Regions from separate parts of the Pan troglodytes genome. Here region 2 is linked to region 1. A link is a contact called in public HiChIP or PLAC-seq data. All regions are on one chromosome and are shown on one strand. The core of a region is the stretch at or near the end of the contact, and the rest is flanking DNA. Distances in the headings are between cores, read along the strand shown.

What was found. HiChIP or PLAC-seq counts read pairs in DNA pulled down with a chosen protein or histone mark.
Region 2: an H3K4me3 HiChIP or PLAC-seq map of stem cell-derived excitatory neurons shows a contact between it and region 1, with 2.4 times the contacts expected there. The contact joins the promoter of C8H8orf44 here to the promoter of ADHFE1 in region 1. A contact is called at or near these places in 1 of 7 Hi-C or Micro-C datasets (stem cell-derived neural progenitor cells) and 1 of 1 datasets of contacts at active chromatin or transcription factors (stem cell-derived excitatory neurons).

Annotation. Positions count from the first base shown.
Region 1 is chr7:75,079,174-75,086,095 of NHGRI_mPanTro3-v2.0_pri, reverse strand. ADHFE1 (alcohol dehydrogenase iron containing 1) reads right to left here and starts at 3,437. Exons shown (of 13, transcript XR_010159258.1): 1 at 3,329-3,437. RRS1 (ribosome biogenesis regulator 1 homolog) reads right to left here. Exons shown (of 1, transcript XM_016959530.4): 1 at 4,538-6,922. The coding sequence starts at 6,776. The coding sequence ends at 5,679.
Region 2 is chr7:75,316,670-75,323,875 of NHGRI_mPanTro3-v2.0_pri, reverse strand. It overlaps C8H8orf44 (chromosome 8 C8orf44 homolog), which reads right to left and starts at 3,247. Exons shown (of 4, transcript XM_063816358.1): 1 at 2,954-3,247. VCPIP1 (valosin containing protein interacting protein 1) reads left to right here and starts at 3,430. Exons shown (of 3, transcript XM_001161197.6): 1 at 3,430-6,412. The coding sequence starts at 3,697.

The sequences.
Region 1 (6,922 bases), core at 2,188-4,687:
GCGCATACCTATAATCCTAGCACTTTGGGAGGCCGAGATGGGAAGACTGCTTGAGGCCCGGAGTTCAAGAACAGCTGGGGCAACATAGTGAGACTCCATCTCTACAAAAAATAAAATCAGCTGTGCATGATGTTGTGCACTGTAGTCCCAGCTACTTGGGACGCTAAGGTGGGAGTATCTTTGAGGAGGCCAGAAATTCGAGATTGCAGTGAGCCGTGATCACATCACTGCACTCTAGCCTAAGTGACAGCAAGACTCTGTCTCAAAAAAAAAAAAAAAAAAAAAAAAAAAAAAAAATCTTGAAATGAGGAGATTATCCTGGATGATCTGTGTGGGCCCTAAATGCAATCACTCATAGCCTTATAAAAGGGAGGCAGAGGGAGATTTGACCCAAAAGACAGAAATGTGAGCACTGAAGCAAGATGAATGCCAGCTGTGAAGATGGAGGAAGGGGCCACAAGCTAAGGAACCGAAGGTAGAGCTCTAGAAGCTGGAAAAAAGCAAGTAAGTGGATTCTGCAGCACCTCTGAGCCTTACTCAAGAGGGAGTGTGGCCCTGCTCACACCTTGGCTTCAGCCTAGTAAAACTCATTTCAGACTTTTGACCTCTGGAACTGTTAAGAAGACAAATGTGTGTTAAGCCACCAGGTTCATGGTAGTTTGTTACAACAGCTGTAGGAAACGAACATAGTGAGGGCTGCTCTGAACACCTCAAAAATTGCATCCCTTCCTTCAACATCCCAGCCTCCTTTATGTTCTCTGTAATAACTTTCAACAGCTAATGTACTCTCAATTTTACTAACTAGTTTGTCATCTATCCCCTGTGCCCCATGCATGGTGTGGTTAGGTTGTTTTGTTCCCTGCTGTACCCCAGAGATAACACAGTCAAAGCAGGGCTGCATTGCACATCTTTTTTTTTTTTTTTTGAGACACAGTCTTGCTCTGTAGCCCAGGCTGGAGTGAAGTGGCCTGATCTCTGCTCACTGCAAACTATGCCTCCCAGGTTCAAGTGATTCTCCTGCCTCAGCCTCCTGAGTAGCTAGGACTATGGGCACCCACCACCCTGTGCAGGGCTGCACATCTGGAGACAGAATGTGACCCTTGCCCTCCAGGGCCTTCCCACAACCTCTCTGGCCAGTGCACGCCTTGCCTCTGTCTCCTTCAGTGCTGGTTCTTTCCCCTCCATTCAGTTGTCAGCGCAGCTGCTCTATGGAATGTGTTGGGCAGAAGCCCAGAGTGCATGCTCTGTCCAATAGAAATGGCCACACATCACCCCGTGCCCTAGCCCACTTTGCCCAAATGAAACATGTGCCCAATGATGCCATTTTCCAATTTTCCAAGATTTTCACTGGAAATCTCCCACTTTTAAAATGTTTACCCTATTAGAATAATAAGCATGTGCAGAAGAAAGCACCATCTTGCTACTCCTGCTGTGGCAGTGCTGCTCCCCAGGAATTCACCCTCAGCTGTTTCCTTCTAGGTTAGAGTTTTGTTAAGGCTTCAACTGTCCTCCATACGCATGGATGGATGTGTTCCCAGCTCACTCTTGAGCCCCAGAACAATACATTCAATCACCTACTGGGGTCTCCATCTGAATGTACCAGAAGCATGCTCAACTCAAAATGCCCTAGACTGAAGTTGCCATTTTCCTCCTAACACTAACTCTCCTACAATCCCTGCCTTGGTAAATGAGCCCACTGTTTACTTGATGCCCAAGCCAGAAATCTCAACTCTTCACTATTCAGATACAAAATCCTGTGGATTCTAACCAACCTCTCAGCATTTCTATCTACCCAAGGAACTGCCTCTCCGTGCATGAAGCCATTATCTTCAGGCTGGAGCAGGACAATGACCTCTAGTCCTTCCTCTTCACTCCACATTTCCACCAGAATGTGCTAACACAGTTCTGACTATGCCATACTCCCTTTTCATGCAACCATTCCAAAAACATATGCTGTGTGTGACACTGATTCCATGGGATATAAATGGTGTTGTGTGACAAAGAGTTCTATGATGACACAGGTTTACAACCAAAAATTTGAACACAGCTTTAGTATTTTTTGTAGCTTCTTGGAGCCCTGCACGTCTAATGTATATTTTGATTCTCCAAGAGGGCAATACAGCAGTAAGGAGCTTCTCAAACTTATTTGGCCATGTAATTCTTTTGTCCTGGGACATTTTAAGGTATCAGTGTTTAATGGTGAGAAATATTATTCAATGGCTTTCCATTATCTACAGCACACAATTCAAATTCCTTACTACAGGCCTGAGAACAAGGACTGTGAAGCCAGAGTATCTGGGTTCAAATTATGACTGTGCCATTTGCTTAGCTGTGTGACACTGGACAAATTCTTCTCCATGCCTTTATTTCCGTATCTATGAGGATGACAATACCGTGTGTCATAGGGTCAGTGAAAGGATTAGAGTTACTAGTATACTGATAGTCCATTCAAAGTGTGTAAGACACTGCCGGGCTCATGGTATTAGCTATATTCTTATTCATGGTCTTTTATCAGCCGTCTTCTCCATCTTTACCTCCTCTTATAAAGGTAGGTCTACTTGTCTTTTGTGTCCTGGGACTGCATCTCCATCGCTGGTGTTGCTCTTCTCTCTGCCTGACGTTCCTCTCCAGTCCCTCGCCTTTCCTCCTACTGATCTGCACCTGTGAGCTCAAACTTTTCCACGTTTCCCAAGCAGACTTGTGCACTTGCACAGTCAGCAAGTATTTATCAGGTGACCAGGATGTACCTCACATTTCTGCTGGGAGGCAGGCGTGTCATGACATTGAATACCCTGACTCCCTGTACATGCCAGGAAGTGTGACTCTGCGACTTCTCACATCCATCCTTCCCTTCTACACCCAGTCTGCTATAGCCGGTTTTAGCCTCGTCCCCTCATCCCATTCCCCACTAGACCTCAAACTGCTCCAGAGCCTTTCATCTTTGTATCCCCAGAACCTAGAATAGTTTTTGGCACATAATATATGCCCAATAAATATGTGTCAATTGCATACATGAATTTGTCTTGGCCACCGTGCCAAGCTCTCCACTGCCTGCTACGATGTGGGACCAGGTCCTCTCTGGGCCTCAGTTTCCTTAACGGTAGACAAGCAGAGTAAAGGCTGCCTCACTGCGCCCTGCGAGGCTGCATCGCGCACTCTGTGACCTCGCTGTTCCGCCTGGCGCGCGGTGGGAGCTCAGGGCGGTATCCAAATTCTCCGAATTCTTGAAAGTAAGCGGAGAACACTGCGCAGGATCCGAGCGGGTCACACCCAGGGGGCTGCGTGGGCATCCTGCGGTCCCCTGCCCGCCCGCCGGCCCCGCACTCACGCTGCGCGTTGCAGTTGCCTCAGCAAGTACGCGACCCGGGCCCGGGCAGCAGCGGCCATGGCGCTTGGAGTCCTCTTCCCTCCTCGGGTCCCTACACCGCCCCCTCCGCCGGCCAATCACGGAGGCTGCCCGCCTCCCGCCCCTCGGCCGCGCCGGCCCACCCGCTCCGCGGGGTCACCTGTCTAAGCCTCAACCCAGTCGGGCTCAGGGCCATTTTCCCACGGAGTAAGAACCAGAACCCCAGCTGCCCCAGCGGCGCTCGCACCATCCACCCTTGAAATTGCCGTAGAAGGAAACTGCTCCGTAGGCCCCGGGTCCTGCCTTAAATCTCTTTACTTATCAACTCTATTTTCACATGTTGAGGACTTGGGGGAAGGAAGAGGAACAGGGATATTCTTTTCCCACTGTTAATCCTTTAAAATGTTACTTTCCCTTCTAAGAGTATTTTAAGTGATCAAGACCCTGCCTTTAAACTGTTTTAACAGTAAACAAGAACCTAGCAGAGCCCGAGGGTTTTTGTTAAATACTGTGTGAATGGCTTTGCTTTTGATGAAAGCAAAATCAATAGTTAAAACTCATACATCAATAGTTAAAACTTGCCATGATCAGACTATGCTCCGGGAGGGCTTGGCTGTGCCATATCTGCCATGTCCCAGTGGAAAAGCTGATTAATATAAAGCTCAACTTTATCAGAAAGTATCCAAAGACAGTAACAACTAAACATTTGCATTTTTAGTAATCTGTTATTATGAAATCTGAATCCTTTATGGGAAATATTTTTACAGAAATGAATTTACTGAGATCAAACTGGAAAAGATTGATGGACAGGAAGACCAAGGACAGCTATATAAACATTTCACCTCCTAATCAAACCAGCTCAGGCCAACTTGACAAATGAATCAAAAAATAATAATGTTCTATGAGAACACATGTACACAGGGAGGGGAACAACACACATTGGGGCCTGGGGGCAGGGGATAGAAGGGGGCAGAGGGACTTAATACTCAGGTGATGGGTTGATAGGTGCAGCAAGCCACCATAGCACACGTTTACCTATGTAACAAACGTGCACATCCTGCACATCTACTCTGGAACTTAAAAAAAGATAATAATGTCCTAATTAAGGATCTTATGGGTCTGTTTCTTTCTTCCCCAAACAAAACTATACCTGACGTCAAGCTTAAAAACAAACACACACACACAAACAACTGGGGATATAAACGTAGAGAAAGATTTAAGTGTTTTCTGGATTAATGAGGATTATTACCATTAGTCAAAGAAGCCCAAATTGATCATTTACAGGAAATCCATGTGTTCAGTGTTGAAAGGCATAAAATATTTTTAAAAAACAGACATCAGTTTTACTACTTTGAATATTATATTTGATACCAAAAGAAGTATAAGTTTAAAAGTTGTATCACTGAAACCATTATAATTGAACTTTTTTTTTTTTTTTTTTTTTTTTTGAGATGGACCCTTCCTCTGTTGCCCAGGCTGGAGTGGAGTGCAGTGGCATGATCTGGGCTCACTGCAACCTCCGCATCCCAGGTTCAAACGATACTCCTGCCTCAGCCTCCCAAGTAGCTGGGACTACAGGTACCAGCCACCATGTCTGGCTAATTTTTTTATTTTTAGTAGAGATGGGGTTTCACTGTGTTGGCCAGGCTGGTCGCGAACTCCTGACCTCAGGTGATCCGCCCGCCCCGGCCTCCCAAAGTACTGGGACTATACAGGAGTGAGCCACTGCGCACGGCCTGCTTTGTGTTTTTCAGAAAGTAAACAAAAATAATCTGTACCAGGTATCCAGGTAACTGGCTTCAAGTACAATTTCTACCCAGTAGTCAGAAAGTTAAAAGTCACACTAGATAAGACATCTTTCTTACTTAATCTTTAAAACAGTCACTTGCCTATTCAATTCTGAAACTGTTTTCTTTCCCTCCCCCGCACTCCCGCTCTGATACACAAACTTGTTGTAAAAATAATGCAGAAACATATACGTCAATCTAAGTCTCTGAAATATGGCCAACTCTACCTCACCGTATATCCAACATTAAAAAGAAAAAAAAAAGGCTGTTTAAGAATAGAACTCATTCCCGGTTTCCACCAAATTATTTCCCTAATTCTTAAATCCTCAAATAAGTTCTTAATCTCCAAAGTCTCGGTTGTGGGAAAAACATTAATTTGTGCAGTCCAACACTTACATACTTTCTTGAGGGAAGGGCAATCCTGCCCCTTTAAACTCAATGAAGGCAGCGGCCAGGTCTTTCTGAGTCCCCGTACAATTGCCTAGAACTTAACATTTAGTATTCATAGTCCTTGGTTTACAGACGGGTCCGACAGTTAGAAACTATTACTTCCTCCTCTTTCCTCCTGGGCGCTGTCCTCCTTTTCTCTTGCCACCCAAGCCGGGCGGCCCAGAATTCATTTTGCCTCCCAAGCCCCCTTTCCTCTTCCCTCCCTGGCTGGGCGGGCCCCCTTTCCTCTTGCCCCCAGGCCCCTGCCGGCCTCCCTTTCTCTTGCCCTTCTGGCTCATTTTCCTCCTCTTGGCGGCCTCCTCCTGGTCCTCCTCCCTCATCTGCTTATTGGTGGCCCTCGTCACATCCAGCTGAGGCTTCTTGCTGTTCATGACACGAAGCAGCTCCAACTGGTTCTTTTTCTCGGCTGCAAAGTCCCCGAAAAGGGGTTGAAACTTCCTTTTCTTGCCGGAGCCCCGGGGCGCCTTCTCCTTGGGGAGGCGCTCCTGATAGCGCCCCACAGAGGCGGTGGAGACCTTGGCCACTTGCATGGCGCGGCCCAGCTCCTCCTTACTCTGGTGTCCGGTAGGGTGCAAGCCGGCCGCGCTGGGCAGCTGCATCTTGTGCGCGCGGGCCAGGTTACGCAGCCGGTTCAGCTCGTTCTTGGCCACCCGTTCCTTCTTGGCCTGAATCCGCTTGGCGAACTGGTCCTCCAAGGGGTCGGCATTGCCGGGCACCTCAATCAGCCATTCTTTGGTGTCGTCCCGGGCGCGCTGGTAGCCCCAGCGCCGCCGCCACTGGCTACTCACCTCGTCCCACACCAGGTTGGTCTTCTTCTTGGGACGGATGCCCTTGAGGCGCGCGAACTGCTGCCAGCGTGTAAGTGGCCGCGGTCGGGGCAGAGGCTTCTCTCGCGGCAGGCGTGTGGTGGGCTCCGGCAGCCGCGCCACTATCGCCTCTTCCACGCGCTCCGTGGGCAGCTGCCACAGCTGGTTGATGAGCAGTTGCGTGTTGTCCCGCGCCAGGGCCCGTAGCTCGGCCTCCGGCGTGGGTCCGGCGCACCGCAGCCGGGTCGGGGGGTTCCGGTCCGACGCCAGCAGGTTGCCCAGGTCAAACTGCAGCTCCAGCTCCTTGTGCACCGTGATGCGTTGCAACTTCTCTGCCTCGTCCTGCTCTGCCTTTGCGAGCAGCTCCTCCACGCTCTGGCCCTCCATGGCTCCGGCTCGGCTCACTCGCTTTGGGGCTGCAGCTGAAGTTACTTTTCCTACAGTGGCGGCCCAAACTCCGGCAGCATAACCACGTGCAGATGCCGGGATGCCCAATCCGGAAAAGAAAGGTTCGCTTCCGGAGCGCCCGGAAG
Region 2 (7,206 bases), core at 1,998-4,497, 240 kb before region 1:
CAAGTGCCATACTAGAAACTATGAAAAAGATGAATTTCTATTTTAACTGAATTTTGGCAATTTAGGTATTAGTGATGCTGGGGTGATGGTGGTAGAAGAGACGTGTATCAGCACAGCTAATGTCAGAGGCCCAGCTTATTCTTTTCATCTGGACTACTAAAAACAAGAACTATTATCTACCCCACAAAAATCCTGTGAAAGTTAATTAGGTAGTTAAGTTAATCTTCATTAGGCAAGATCATGGAATTTGGGAGGAAAAGAGGAAGGAAGCCTGCAGATCTTGCACAAGCAGGAGAGGCTTTCTACACTCCTCCGGTCTTATAAGAAACAGTATGTCCTATTTTTGACCTAACAATTTTTTTTTCTTTGTAGGTATCCATGCCTTCTAAGTGCTAGTAATAAATAATTAATTCACATATTAAACTTGGCATGGTTAATTTCATTGCCCCTTTATGTTAGCTTTCTTTCTGAACTTTGAGTGCATCTACAAACTTATTAAATGATCTAGACAAGCCAGAAAAAGGCTTCTCATTCTTCAGTGGGGTGGGAAGTGATTATTTTGTCATAGTATGGTTCAGAATGACATATTCAAATACAATTTTAAAAATCTACTTCACTATGTATATGTATCATCAATAAGAAAAATTTGGCCTGGTGTTGTTAAGATATAAAAGTACCTGACAGTGTTAGAATTGCAGACTGTTGTCATCTCATGTGCTACAAAGCTTTAATTCAATTATTTGGATTCTGTATGAGAAAAAGTTTCACTGCAGGTGTAACATTTTAGTCACAGCATAAAATAATCTCCACTTAAAGGAGATACCCAATTTCTCTACTTATAAAGCATTCGACTGTTAATAAAAAATCAGTGCCAAAACCAATCTGTGTAGTTACCACCAAACTTGTTAGAATAAACAACTTTTCTTGCATGAATTCTCTGAGAAAAACTTTATTGAAAAATACCCCCTCCGGCCGGGCACGGTAGCTTGCGCCTGTAATCCCAGCACTTTGGGAAGCCGAGGCGGGCGGATCACCTGAGGTCAGGAGTTCAAGACCTGCCTGACCAACATGGAGAAACCCCGTCTCTACTAAAAATACAAAATTAGCTGGGCGTGGTGGCTCATGCCTGTAATCCCAGCTACTCGGCAGGCTGAGGCAAGAGAATGGTTTGAACCCGGGAGGCGGAGGTTGGGGTGGGCCAAGATGACGCCATTGCACTCCAGCCTGGGCAACGAGAGTGAAACTCTTGTCTCAAAAAAAAAAAAAAAAAAAGAAAGAAAGAAAGAAAGAAAAATATCCCAAGATAGGAAAAATCACTTCTCTTGTAATTAAGGTCCATTATGGAGGATTTCTCTTTCAAATATTTATTTTCAAGAAAATTGTAACAATTAGGTGCACATCAAAACTAATACCCTTTATGGGCCTCTATTTTGCAGATGGTTCATTTCAAAGCATCAAGTTCTACATACATACACATACACACACACACACACACACACACACACACACACACACACACACACACACAAAACCTAATCAGGCGGTTTCCTGGGCAGCTACAGAAGACTCAACTGATCTCATGGACTTCACTAATGTTTCTAGTTGGTGCCAAATGTTTCAGAAATTTTGAGGTAGTCCACTTACCTAAGGTGATACTAAACTTCCAGAAAGCAAGAATTTCCGGAATAAGTGAAAGGGGATGAATGTACAAAAATAATACTAGCTTTCAATTAACATATGAATATCGTTCTGTATGAAGAAGCAGTTTCCTACACAAGTGAAAGAAGAATAAAGCTGTTGCCTCCTTAACAGTAAACATCCCTTCATCACTAAGAGGAGACTCTAAGGCCTAGCAAAAGATTTGAGCCTAAGATTTTGGGTTTTTTTTTTTTTTTTTTTTTTTGAGACGGAGTCTTGCTCTGTCGCCCAGGCTGGAGTGCAGTGGCGCGATCTCGGCTCACTGCAAGCTCCGCCTCCCGGGTTCACGCCATTCTCCTGCCTCAGCTTCCCAAGTAGCTGGGACTACAGGCGCCCGCCACCACGCCCGGCTAATTTTTTTGTATTTTTAGTAGAGACGGGGTTTCACCATGTTAGCCAGGATGGTCTCGATCTCCTGACTTCGTGATCCATCCGCCTCAGCCTCCCAAAGTGCTGGGACTACAGGCGTGAGCCACTGCGCCCAGCCGGGATTTTTTGGTAAGCAGCAGCGTAAAAATCACTCTCAAGGTTTGAGATTGGGATCCAGCATAACTGGTGACTTGACCTTGGGCAAGTCACTTAATTCCTTTTAGTCTCAGTTTCCCTGATTGTAAATGAAGTCAACACCACCTGGTAAAGGTATTACAGGACTGGTGTGAGGATGAGATGATACATGTGAACATATTATTAAATATGTAAACTATAAGGCAATAGTAAGCAAATGCTAGTTACTATTCTATGTAATACAGGCCTAACCTTTCCTGCCTATGTCCTTATCTGTAAAAAGAAGACAGATTGAGATCTGAATGTCCATCCAGTCACTTATCAGCTGCGTGAACTTTAGCAAGTCATTTCCTTTCTGGGCCTGTTTCCTAAGAAGGTTATTTTTAAAGATCAAATGATATCGTGTTATGCAAATGCTGTCCAGACACATATTAAGAACTTAACAAATGATGGCTCTTATTATTCTCTGGGGGGTAGGGTGGTAAAGAGCAAATGAAATTAAACCTAGTTAAGAGAATTTGTATATGCACACAAAACTACAGACATCCAAGGTACCGTTATTTGCACTGTAAACTGCCAAAACATGCAGGAAACGAAAAATCAAATGGCGCCTCAGTGAGTCGCACTAGAGAGGGGGAGAAGGCAGAGCTTCCGAGAATCAACTATTTTCCCCCTTATGGCCTCCAGCCTAGATTAGACCATTTATTCAACTTCCCAACCCCCAATATCCCTGGACATTTATTTACTGTACCTTTTTCACTGAGAGCCTTTCCACTCCCCTCCCCTTCTAGTAGTCGTGAACTTCAGACCCTCGCTTCGACTCCCACTGCCATAACTGTTTTTAACCAAGCTTCCCTGAATCTTCCCCTCCGCCTAAGGAGGAAGTGCAGCTGGACGCACCGCACGGCATCCTAGGAAATGTGGTCTCTCAGACTCTTTGCCTTGGGCTGCAGAGTGGGGAAGACGACGAAGGAGAGCCCAGTAAAACTACAACTACCGGCAGGCAACGCGAGTCACCATCTTTCTTTCGCCCCTTTTCCTGTTGCCGTCCTCTTCCTCCTCTCCTCTAGCGCTGAACCGCTTGGCCTCACGGTACTTGTAGTTCCTTCTGGACTCAAGATCCTAGGGCTTGATGGCCAGCACAGAGGCTGGAAGACTCTAATTCCCAGAGGGCAGAGCGGAAGCTGCGCCTGCGCACACTCAATGAGGGCGTGTATGTCTGTGTCTGAGGGAGAGAGAGCGAGAGTGAGTGAGTGTGAGTGCGGGGTGGGGTGGTGGCCGTTACGTTCGGGGCAACGGCTACGGCAGTGGAGAAGTAAGAAGAGAAACAACGTCCGGCGCTTCCGCCTTCGCTTAGGAGGAGGAAGAGCTGGTAGGGAAAGGAAAGTGCTTCGCCCTGGGCCTGGACTGGACCGAGTTGGGTTGGTGGGGGTCTGGGCTATGAGCTTTTGAGGGTCGCCTGGGACGCGGAGCGAGACACGAGAGCCAGGAGCTATGTCTCAGCCGCCGCCGCCGCCGCCTCCGTTGCCGCCGCCACCTCCTCCCCCTGAGGTTCCACAGACTCCGTCGTCCTTGGCGTCGGCGTCGGCGGCTGCTTCGGGGGGGCTTTTGAAGCGGAGAGACCGGAGAATCCTTTCCGGGAGCTGCCCGGATCCGAAGTGCCAGGCGCGTCTGTTTTTCCCGGCCTCCGGTTCTGTCAGCATCGAGTGTACCGAGTGCGGCCAGCGGCACGAGCAGCAACAGCTGCTGGGGGTTGAGGAGGTGACCGACCCGGACGTAGTGCTACACAACCTGCTGCGGAACGCGCTGCTCGGGGTTACGGGGGCACCCAAGAAGAACACGGAACTGGTAAAGGTGATGGGCCTTTCCAACTATCACTGCAAATTGTTGTCGCCCATATTAGCTCGCTATGGAATGGACAAACAGACAGGCCGGGCCAAGCTTCTCCGCGACATGAACCAGGGCGAACTGTTCGATTGCGCCTTACTGGGTGACCGCGCCTTCCTCATAGAACCAGAGCATGTTAACACTGTGGGCTATGGCAAGGACCGCTCCGGAAGCCTCCTGTATTTGCATGACACTCTGGAGGACATTAAGCGGGCCAATAAAAGCCAGGAATGTCTCATTCCAGTGCATGTGGACGGGGATGGACACTGCTTGGTGCATGCTGTGTCTCGGGCTCTAGTAGGCCGAGAGCTCTTCTGGCATGCCTTAAGAGAGAATCTTAAACAGCACTTTCAGCAGCACCTGGCCCGATATCAAGCTCTGTTCCATGACTTCATTGATGCTGCTGAGTGGGAGGACATTATCAATGAGTGTGACCCTCTGTTTGTACCACCTGAGGGTGTTCCCTTGGGCCTGAGGAATATCCACATATTTGGTCTTGCCAATGTGCTACATCGTCCTATTATTCTGTTAGATTCCCTCAGTGGCATGAGAAGCTCTGGTGATTATTCAGCCACCTTTCTACCTGGGCTCATCCCTGCAGAGAAGTGCACTGGGAAAGATGGTCATTTGAACAAACCAATCTGTATTGCATGGAGCAGCTCCGGTAGAAACCATTATATCCCCTTGGTAGGCATAAAAGGGGCTGCTTTGCCCAAACTGCCTATGAATTTGCTTCCTAAAGCATGGGGTGTGCCTCAGGACCTTATTAAAAAGTACATAAAACTTGAAGAGGATGGTGGTTGTGTTATTGGAGGTGACAGAAGTTTGCAAGATAAATACTTACTTAGGCTTGTTGCTGCTATGGAAGAAGTCTTTATGGACAAACATGGTATCCATCCTAGTTTGGTTGCTGATGTCCATCAGTATTTCTACAGAAGGACTGGAGTGATAGGAGTTCAGCCTGAGGAAGTCACAGCAGCTGCTAAAAAAGCAGTAATGGATAATCGCCTTCACAAATGTTTGCTCTGTGGTGCCCTTTCTGAACTTCATGTTCCTCCAGAGTGGTTGGCTCCTGGAGGGAAATTGTATAACCTGGCAAAAAGTACTCATGGACAGCTGAGGACTGACAAAAATTATAGCTTTCCCTTGAACAATTTGGTTTGCTCATATGATTCAGTGAAAGATGTTCTGGTACCAGACTATGGAATGAGTAACCTAACAGCTTGTAATTGGTGCCATGGCACATCTGTGCGAAAGGTCAGAGGAGATGGGTCTATTGTGTATTTGGATGGAGACAGAACTAATTCTAGGTCCACTGGTGGCAAATGTGGTTGTGGATTCAAACACTTTTGGGATGGTAAGGAGTATGACAATCTACCAGAAGCTTTCCCTATTACTTTAGAATGGGGTGGAAGAGTGGTCAGAGAAACAGTATATTGGTTCCAGTATGAAAGTGATTCATCTTTGAATAGTAATGTTTACGATGTTGCAATGAAACTTGTTACCAAGCATTTTCCAGGTGAATTTGGGAGTGAAATCCTAGTTCAGAAAGTTGTCCACACTATATTGCATCAGACTGCCAAAAAGAATCCCGATGATTATACTCCTGTAAATATAGATGGTGCTCACGCCCAAAGAGTTGGAGATGTTCAAGGACAAGAATCAGAGTCTCAGCTCCCAACTAAAATTATTCTTACTGGACAGAAAACAAAAACTTTGCACAAGGAGGAGTTAAACATGAGTAAAACGGAAAGAACTATTCAACAGAATATTACGGAACAGGCTTCTGTAATGCAGAAACGGAAAACAGAGAAGTTAAAACAAGAACAAAAAGGGCAACCCAGGACTGTTTCTCCCAGTACCATTCGTGATGGTCCATCCTCTGCACCTGCTACACCTACCAAGGCTCCCTATTCACCGACAACTTCTAAGGAGAAGAAGATCCGAATCACAACTAATGATGGACGACAGTCCATGGTTACCCTTAAGTCTTCAACAACCTTTTTTGAACTTCAGGAAAGTATAGCCAGAGAATTCAACATTCCTCCATATTTACAGTGTATTCGATACGGGTTTCCTCCTAAAGAGTTAATGCCACCACAGGCAGGAATGGAAAAGGAACCAGTTCCTTTACAGCATGGCGACAGAATTACAATAGAAATTCTAAAAAGTAAAGCTGAAGGTGGTCAGTCTGCTGCAGCACACTCAGCCCACACTGTGAAACAAGAAGATATTGCTGTTACTGGTAAACTGTCATCTAAGGAACTTCAGGAGCAAGCTGAAAAAGAAATGTACTCCTTGTGTCTTTTAGCAACATTAATGGGTAAGATGAATTTAATTCTGATGGTATATCTTAATTGTAAATATAATACACTGAGTTTTCCTCTTATCTTTGGGGAAAAAGAAATCTGTAGCCATTGTAAGTTTTTAATTATATATTTCAGGAGAGAATTATTTTTAGTATTTTGAACAGTTAATGGATAGATGTTAATAGGATTATTGAGTAACTATTAGGAAAATAGAAAGTTAAGGTAGTCCCTCAATAATAGTCAACAGATTATTTAAATATATCTTATTCTTGCAATTGCTTTTTAAAAAACAGACTTGTATTTATTTAAAGCGTTTTAAACTTTTTGGTAGGCTCTATTGATCCTGCCTACCTTGCCCCTTTTTCATTTATTTTTAATTTTTATTTTCCTGTATGTCATGTGATTTGAGCACTTCCTGTTTGATGAATTGCAGTTTCTGGTGTTTATATTCTCACTGCACTCCCACCTAGTAGTCTCTTACATTTCATTTTCTTCCTTTCCCAGTTCATCACATTTTTCTTTCTCATACACTAGGATTTGTATGTAAGTACACTAGGATTTGTATTCAAGTAATTTCACTACTCAAGTCTTTACCATCAATTATAATGAACTATTATAAGTTGTAGTTCATGAGAAACATAAACAGAGATGGATGGTAATGGTGTAAAGAAGTATTTGTTTTTAATCAGCATAAATTAAAGAAAAATATATTAACCAAATGTGTAATTTAAAGTTTTAGATGATTTGGGATACTGTTCAATGGTGTACTTTTTACAGTGTCTATATTTGCTTAGTCTTTGTTTTGAAA